Regions from separate parts of the Mus musculus genome. Here region 2 is linked to region 1. A link is a contact called in public HiChIP or PLAC-seq data. All regions are on one chromosome and are shown on one strand. Each heading gives the region's core, a stretch centred on a gene start, on an enhancer-like site or on the middle of the called end of the contact. The rest is flanking DNA. Distances are from core to core; before and after follow the strand shown. Region 1 overlaps Parva (parvin, alpha). Region 2 overlaps Tead1 (TEA domain family member 1).

The links. HiChIP or PLAC-seq counts read pairs in DNA pulled down with a chosen protein or histone mark.
Region 2: a contact with region 1 is called in an H3K27ac HiChIP or PLAC-seq map of trophoblast stem cells, with 12 read pairs. The contact joins two enhancer-like sites. A contact is called at or near these places in 1 of 484 Hi-C or Micro-C datasets (cerebral cortex), 6 of 115 datasets of contacts at active chromatin or transcription factors (embryonic basal ganglia, embryonic hindbrain, embryonic stem cells and 1 more) and 1 of 9 other capture datasets (embryonic stem cells).

The regions. Positions count from the first base shown.
Region 1 is chr7:112,501,445-112,504,885 of GRCm38.p6, forward strand. The region is part of intron 1 of Parva (parvin, alpha); the gene reads left to right. Among named protein-coding and RNA genes, the nearest start is that of Parvaos, 33 kb to the right of the region's middle. Within about 2 kb of position 1,662, at least 71 of the 459 cell types and tissues checked have an H3K27ac peak or open chromatin away from gene starts, as enhancers often do. A contact at or near this core is called in trophoblast stem cells, where this site is marked.
Region 2 is chr7:112,845,584-112,849,024 of GRCm38.p6, forward strand. The region is part of intron 4 of Tead1 (TEA domain family member 1); the gene reads left to right. Among named protein-coding and RNA genes, the nearest start is that of Rassf10, 110 kb to the right of the region's middle. Within about 2 kb of position 1,863, at least 2 of the 459 cell types and tissues checked have an H3K27ac peak or open chromatin away from gene starts, as enhancers often do. A contact at or near this core is called in trophoblast stem cells, where this site is marked.

The sequences.
Region 1 (3,441 bases), core at 412-2,911:
CAGGTGCGCATACACACGTGAATATGTGTGTGGGGGCCGAGGGACAGCTTCAAGGGTCTTTCTTCAGATACCACCCACCTTTTTTGGCTACAGGGTCTCTCACTGGCCTGGAGCTCACCAAGTGGGCTAGGCTGGCTAGCCAGTGAGCTTCGAGGAGCCGTCTGTCCCTGCTTCCCAAGGCTGGGATAACAAACGCCCACTTCTGTGCCCAGGGTGTCTTAGTTTTTACATGGGATGTGGGGATCAAATTCAGATCCTCATGCAAAGCAAGGACTCCACTGGCTGAGCTACCTCCCAGTCCCAGGATGCCTTTAAAAAGGGGAGAGTTCGGAGCTGGAGAGATGGCTCCGTGGTCAAGAGCAGAGTACCTGGGTTCAGTTCCCAGCACAGACACGATGGCTCACGGCTGTCAGTAACTCTACTTTCAAGGGATCTGCACCGTTTCTGGCTTCCTTGGGCACAGACATACAGGCAGACAAAACACTCATACACATAAAAATAAATTTTTCTTTATACAGAGGGTGTGCAGAATTAATATTTTCAGTGGTTACTTTAGACAGTCTTGTTGGGGCCTTCTTATCTGAGCGTATTTTCTCCTGCGCCTCTGAAAACCAATTCCCACAACAGGGATTCCTTAGGCTGGCCCAATGGTTACACCGCGGGGAGGGCGTGGTTTCGAATGAGGGCTGCTGCTGCTGTGGCTCTCATTCTGGAACATGTGACCTGAATGGAAGCTAACAAGCATGGTTTTAAAAATTAAAAGGTGTATTAGCCAGACCTATGCTGGTGGTTTTAATACCCTCCAAGGGAGCTGGGAGAAGCTGCTCTTCTGAAGGATGAAAATATTTCCGGACTTCTAGGTCAAAGGTCAAATTCCTTCTGCAGGTGGGAAGCGCTGCACCTCGGGAAATACCCAGCTCCCTTTCTCCAGGGACCTTACCCATCCGAAGCTTTCCCGGAATCTCTTATCATCGTTAGCTCCCCACCCAAAGAGTAAGAATAAGAATTTTAAAAATCCCACACCGTCTGATTTTTACAAATTTTCCCATCTTTTATTTGAGTTTGCAATTTTCTCAGATAACAGATGGCCAGAAAAATGTGTAAGCCCAAATAAAAGGAAAGAACAGTCATGCGCTTCTTCTTCGCTTCGCGTGTTGCCTTTGGAAATTAACATTATGCAAATGAACCCTCTGGCGGGAAGGAGGAGCTCTTGAGTGCTTTAGTTTGGACAGTGTGTAAGCTCCTCTCTTCTCTCTCTCTCTCTCTCTCTCTCTCTCTCTCTCTCTCTCTCTCTCTCTCTCTCTCTCTCGCTTTTAATGTTTCCTTTTAAAGAGAAAGAAGAGCAAAGCATTGGGAAGAAACGTTTTACAAGTTGTTTGTGCCCATGGCCAGCCTAGAATGAAGAGGAACACTGGAGTTGGCAGAGCCCTCAGAGCAGGTCCTTTCGGTTGACAGGAAGGAAGAGATCCAGACTAAGGGTCCCAGCCCCTCTGCCTTGGCATCCTTCTTTCCTCAAGGAGTTAAAAATGTGGGGTTGGGCGTGGTCAGCCAGATGGATTTTTAACAGTAACATGGCTCTCATTGTTTAGATTATCCTGTTGCAAGTACCGTGTCTCATTTACCTTTTATGGAATAAAGTGTGGAAAATTGACCACAGATGTAAGTAACCAAGAACGGTGGGGAGCTGTTGTTACCAGGCCTCTCTCCTCCCCTCTCTCACACACCCGATCCCACAGATAAAAATGAAGAAGAAAATGTGAGGCAGGCTGAGAACTAGCTCCCCTTCTCTTCTAACCCAGGCCCAGGCATCCTTAGCCCTGTGTTCTACAGTAGGGACCTCCAGGCTTGGCCCCGGAGACTTGTGTGCAGGCTACTGTCAGATTCTACATCCAACCAGCGGTTAAAGCAGGGAACACACGAGTGATTTTCCCAGATGCGTTTGAAAGACAGTGGGTTAGGGCCATCCGGCAGCCTTGCTTTCTGCCTTGGACTCCAGGGGTGATGTGAGGGACCCGAGAGTGAGAGTGGAGAGTGTTGTGCTGTCCTTGCTTTGATTGCTGTCACAGCTGCAGGATGGCAGATTAACCTGGTGGGTCCTACCTGGTCCCCGAATGAATTTCTAAGATTACAGAGAGCTGAGGACCTGGCACTGAGCAGCATTGAACAGGGCGTGTTATGACAGGCCCGCACTTTCCTTTACAGGGGCTCTCTAGGATTACCGAAGCATAAATACCTTTTTAAAGCCTCTGGGAAAGTCATAAAGTAGGCTTTACGACAGCCTCTTGTTTTCTGTTCTTCCTTTCCTCCTCTGCCTTCCTTCCCTTGACCAGGCCTTGCTGGGTTTTTAGCTTGAGCTACCTCTGCATATGACTGTACCAACAGTCAGGTGACTGAATCCTGCTTCTGGTCTTTTGGAGGAACCAAGGGTCAAAATTACCCTGGAAAACAAAATTAGCTCTAAAACAAGTGAACTGCAGGCTTTGCAGCCTTCTCTTCCCTCTGTGTGGGGCCCACCATGAAACGGAGCCTCACTCTGGCCACAAGTCATTGCTGTCTTCTTTCCCACCCCCAACACACACACACACACACACACACACACACACACACACATCCATGTGCACACACATGCACGCACATTAGCTCTGTCTCCGGCCAGGCTCATACTTCTCCTTAACCACTTCCTTCTCTTTAGAGTCCTGGCTCTGCTGCCAGGAACCTCCCCACCATGCTTAACCCACTCCTTGCATGCTTTTTGGGAGACCTGGGCCTACCTTCCACTACCTCAGCACTCCCAAGTCTCAGGCTTTTTCATATGTCCACCTAGGCCACCCTCCCCTGAAGCACCTTCTCCCCAGAAGCTGGGGTACTTTGTGTGCACCCACACTTGACTTTTAGGAACCGAGGTGTTCTTTGCATTCCTGAAAACCATGGCATCTTAGTCTAAATCGAGACCATCCACCCACCCTGGCTGCCTGCTGAATTTGACTCTCCCTGCTCACGTGGTCTACCTGCCACTTGGTTCCTCTGCCTTTTTTTGCCTCTCTGTCCATGAGAGCCACTCAGCCTGTGGCTTCATTTCCCTGTCTTAAATGGATCACACTGGCTCTGAATATCAGCCTTCCTTGGTCATCGTTCTCCATCTTTCTTCTTTATCATGCATGAGACTTCTTTGGCTTCTAACCAATGACCCTCCATTCTGCAAAGTCTTAGTGTCCTCCCAACCCAGCCCAGTTGACAGTTGATTATTACAGCTACACATCACTGGGGTGATGACAATAGTGGGTGTCCCCAATTTCACCCACTCTACCACCAATGTCTTTTGTGCCCTGGTAGGTCCCATGCGAAAGAACTAGGAGATGCTCTGCCAGCCTCCTTTAGTTCTGCTGGGAACTGAGGCTGCTAACCTGAACCTCCAGCCCTGCCCCTGGACAAACACACACA
Region 2 (3,441 bases), core at 613-3,112, 340 kb after region 1:
CTTTCTCTGTTGGGCTCTGGTATCTATCGGCACATTTGAAAGACACAGGGACAGGTATCTTCGAAGAGTTTACCATCAGGGCAGACTAATTGTCCTAGTTGAATTCCCACAATAACTGATGAGATAAACTCAGTACACAATTTGAAGTCATCTTAAAAATGGCACATCACTCTTGTATGCACCGGGCGTGGCAGGAAGTGGTCAAGATTACACGAGATACTGTGTTTTCCTTGAGAAAGGTATAAGAAGGAGATCTGTTGGAGGTGACTGATGAGTTGGCCACTACTGGTCTATACTCTGGGGTAATGCCTCTTCTAGGCTGCTCACCATGTTTCCACATATCCAGAAATCCAAGTGGGGTACCCGTGGGAGTGTGTAGTGGGTTGAGCAGTTGTCTACCTGTCCTGTGAATACTAAAAACAATATCTCATTTCTTTGTCTTCCTAAAGAGTTGGTAAAAGTGGCATGTGTATAGCTGGGTCCCTCCTGGGTACACTTTGCCATAAGCCTGTTTGCTTTAAAAGTGTGTGTGTGGCAGGGTAGAACACTTGAGAAGGTCAGAGAACAACTTTGAGGCATCTCTTATCTCCTTCCAGCAATATGGGTCTCTTGTGAGGCAGTTGTCGGCATCTCTCCACCTCCAGCCAGTTTACTTCTCCTTTTCTAGACCAGGGAGTGGGAGAATTTTTTAGGCTACTGGTTTTCCAGCAACCCTGTTGTCTGCTGTGATAAAACACCATGACTGACCAAAGGCAACTTGGGGAGGGAAGTGTTTATTTCAGCTTAACAATTCTCAGGTCATGATGAAAGTCTGGGCAGGAATTGGGAGGCAAGAACTAAAGGAGAACCATGAAGGAATACCGCTCTTGTCTTGCTCAGTCTGCTTTCCTATACAACCCAGGACCACCTGCCCAGGAATGGCACTACTCCTAATGGGCTGTGCCCTCCCACATTAATACATTAATCAAGAAAATGCCCCTAGAGTTGCTTTCAAGGCAATCTGATGGAGGCTCCTCTTTCCTAATAACTCTAGCTTGTGTCAAGTTGACAGAAAACCAACCAGGGTGTGTGTGTGTGTGTGTGTGTGTGTGTGTGTGTGTGTGAGAGAGAGAGAGAGAGAGAGACAGAGAGAGACAGAGAGAGACAGAGACAGAGAGAGAGAGAGACAGAGAGAGGAGGGGCATGTACCAGATGTTGGCACTGGGTATTTTCCTTAATTTCTCTCTACCTTACATTGAGCCGCAATCTCTCTTTTTTACTCCAGCACTCACTGACTTGGCTACTCTAGTAATGCAGCTTGATCCAGGATCCCGTGTCTCTACTTCTTATGTTACATAAGGGCCCACCACTCACCCCTTCCCATATTTATGTGGGTACCGGGGAATTCAGACTTCGCTCCTTACACTTGTGGCAGGTGCTTCACCCACAGTCATCTCTCCAGCACCAGAACTTGTCTTAAGCTGGACATCGTAGTGAAACTCTAACCTTGAAGTAGTAACCGTGAGTCTATCTGACACCCACCCTCTCAAACCCTTAGTTCTACTTTGCCCTTTCGCTGTTCCATGGAGTATAGATTGAGAAATTGCCATCGCCATCCCTGCCTCGGGCAGAAGGCTAAGGACATCTCAGCATTCCAGTTATAGTTCTGGTTCCTGATGTGTGTTTACCTGAGCAGAAGACTCACAGAAGTGACTGTACCTCCCCTGCCACATTCTCAATGAGTAGCCCCCTGAAAGGTGTTAGTGTCAGCTCTAAAGGTCAGCCGCTGCTCCTGGCTACTTCTCGGAGTGACTGTAAGCTCAATCATCCCCCAGGTATGCAGACTCTATGCCTGTTTTCATCTTCACAGGCAGGAAAAGGTTCTGTTGAACTTTAAAAGCAAGGGAATGATGCTTCCCTTGGCCTCTGGGGGTTTTTCAGATCTGGTACAGCCTAGGCCTTGACTTCATGGAGCTGGTATTCTGGGAAATAGGAAGCCTTGTGCTAATTCCCTTGTCAATTTCCCACAGCCAAGACTCTGCAGTAGACAGGAAACAGGGCTCAGAAAAGAAAGAATAGCCAACCAAGAGTGGTTATCTGGATTACCCTGAAGAGTTCCATGGAGGTAGACCCTGGGCAATGATTGGAATAGCTCTGTGTCACCTAACTGAAGAGGGAACATTTGCTCAGGGGCCTAGGGAGAACATTTACTAGGCTTCTCTGGAAAGACCGTATTTATAGTTTGCTCTAAGAGGATGGCTGGTAAGAGAAGCCAAGCTGGAGGCAGGGACCTAGTAACTGAACTATGACAGTGTGGCAAGAGGGCTAGGCACCTGGGCCAGGGGCTCCCTCATAGTCTGAGCCCTACTCAGGTGGCCTTCAGTTGTCCCTTATGGCCAGCCTCCACTGATGTCCCCTCTTCAGCCCACTGTGTCTGTTTGGGTCTCCTCCTCAGTGTTTTTAAACAAAGAATTATGAATACAAGTTATGTTTGTAAGTCTGTAAAATATATGCTAGAACTTCTGAACTTGTCTGTTTTATGTGTATGGGAGTTTTGTCTACATGTTTGCCAGCATGCCAGATGGCATTGGGTTACTTATAGACAGCTGTGAGCCATCTTATCAATGCTGGGAATTGAACTTCAGACATCTAGAAGAGCAGCCAGTGGTCTTAGCTGCTGAGCCATCTCTCCAGCCCCCTGAACGAGATTTTCAGTAAAACACTCAAAACATAGCTTTTTAAGAGCTGGGAAGTAGCTGAGTCAGCAGAGTGTTTGCCAAGCAAACAGTAGGGGGACCTGAGTTTAGATCTTAGACCATAGCCCCAACATGGAAAGCTGGGCACAGGGGTGTGTGTCTATAACCCTAGTGCTGGAGAGATCCCTCAGGGTCCCGAGGCTGCTTTAGGCAGCGAATATACCTTGCCTCAGAATAATAAGGTGGAGAGGGAGGGAAGGAGGAGCAGATGCATCCATGCAAACACATGCAAGCACACACACACACACACACACACACACACACACACACACAGAGAGGGGGGGGGACGACCCAGAGCTTAGCTGGAAGTGTGCATCAAAAGTAACCATGAAGCTTTTACTTAAGTATAAAAAAGTCAGTACACGATCAGGCATGCTTGCTTATATCTGTAATCACAGTACTTGGGACGTAGGAGGACTGAATTATTTAAGGTCAGTCTCCAAGGATGACCATAGCTACATCTCAAACACCAACACACAACACCCAGGCTTGTCTACCTCACAGGTGACTTTTCCTTTTCTTTAAACAAAACACTTAATCAAGCAGAGAATCATTATTCTATCCTCTTTCTAATTTCCTCCAACCTCTCTTCTTCCCTAAGTAAACTCAGCCCCCTCCCTCTTCCCTCACCTCCAAGTCTTTCCTTTGTCACATTAGAAAATAAAGCAGCTGAGAAATCGGCCCCCTCTTACCCTGAAGTTGAATT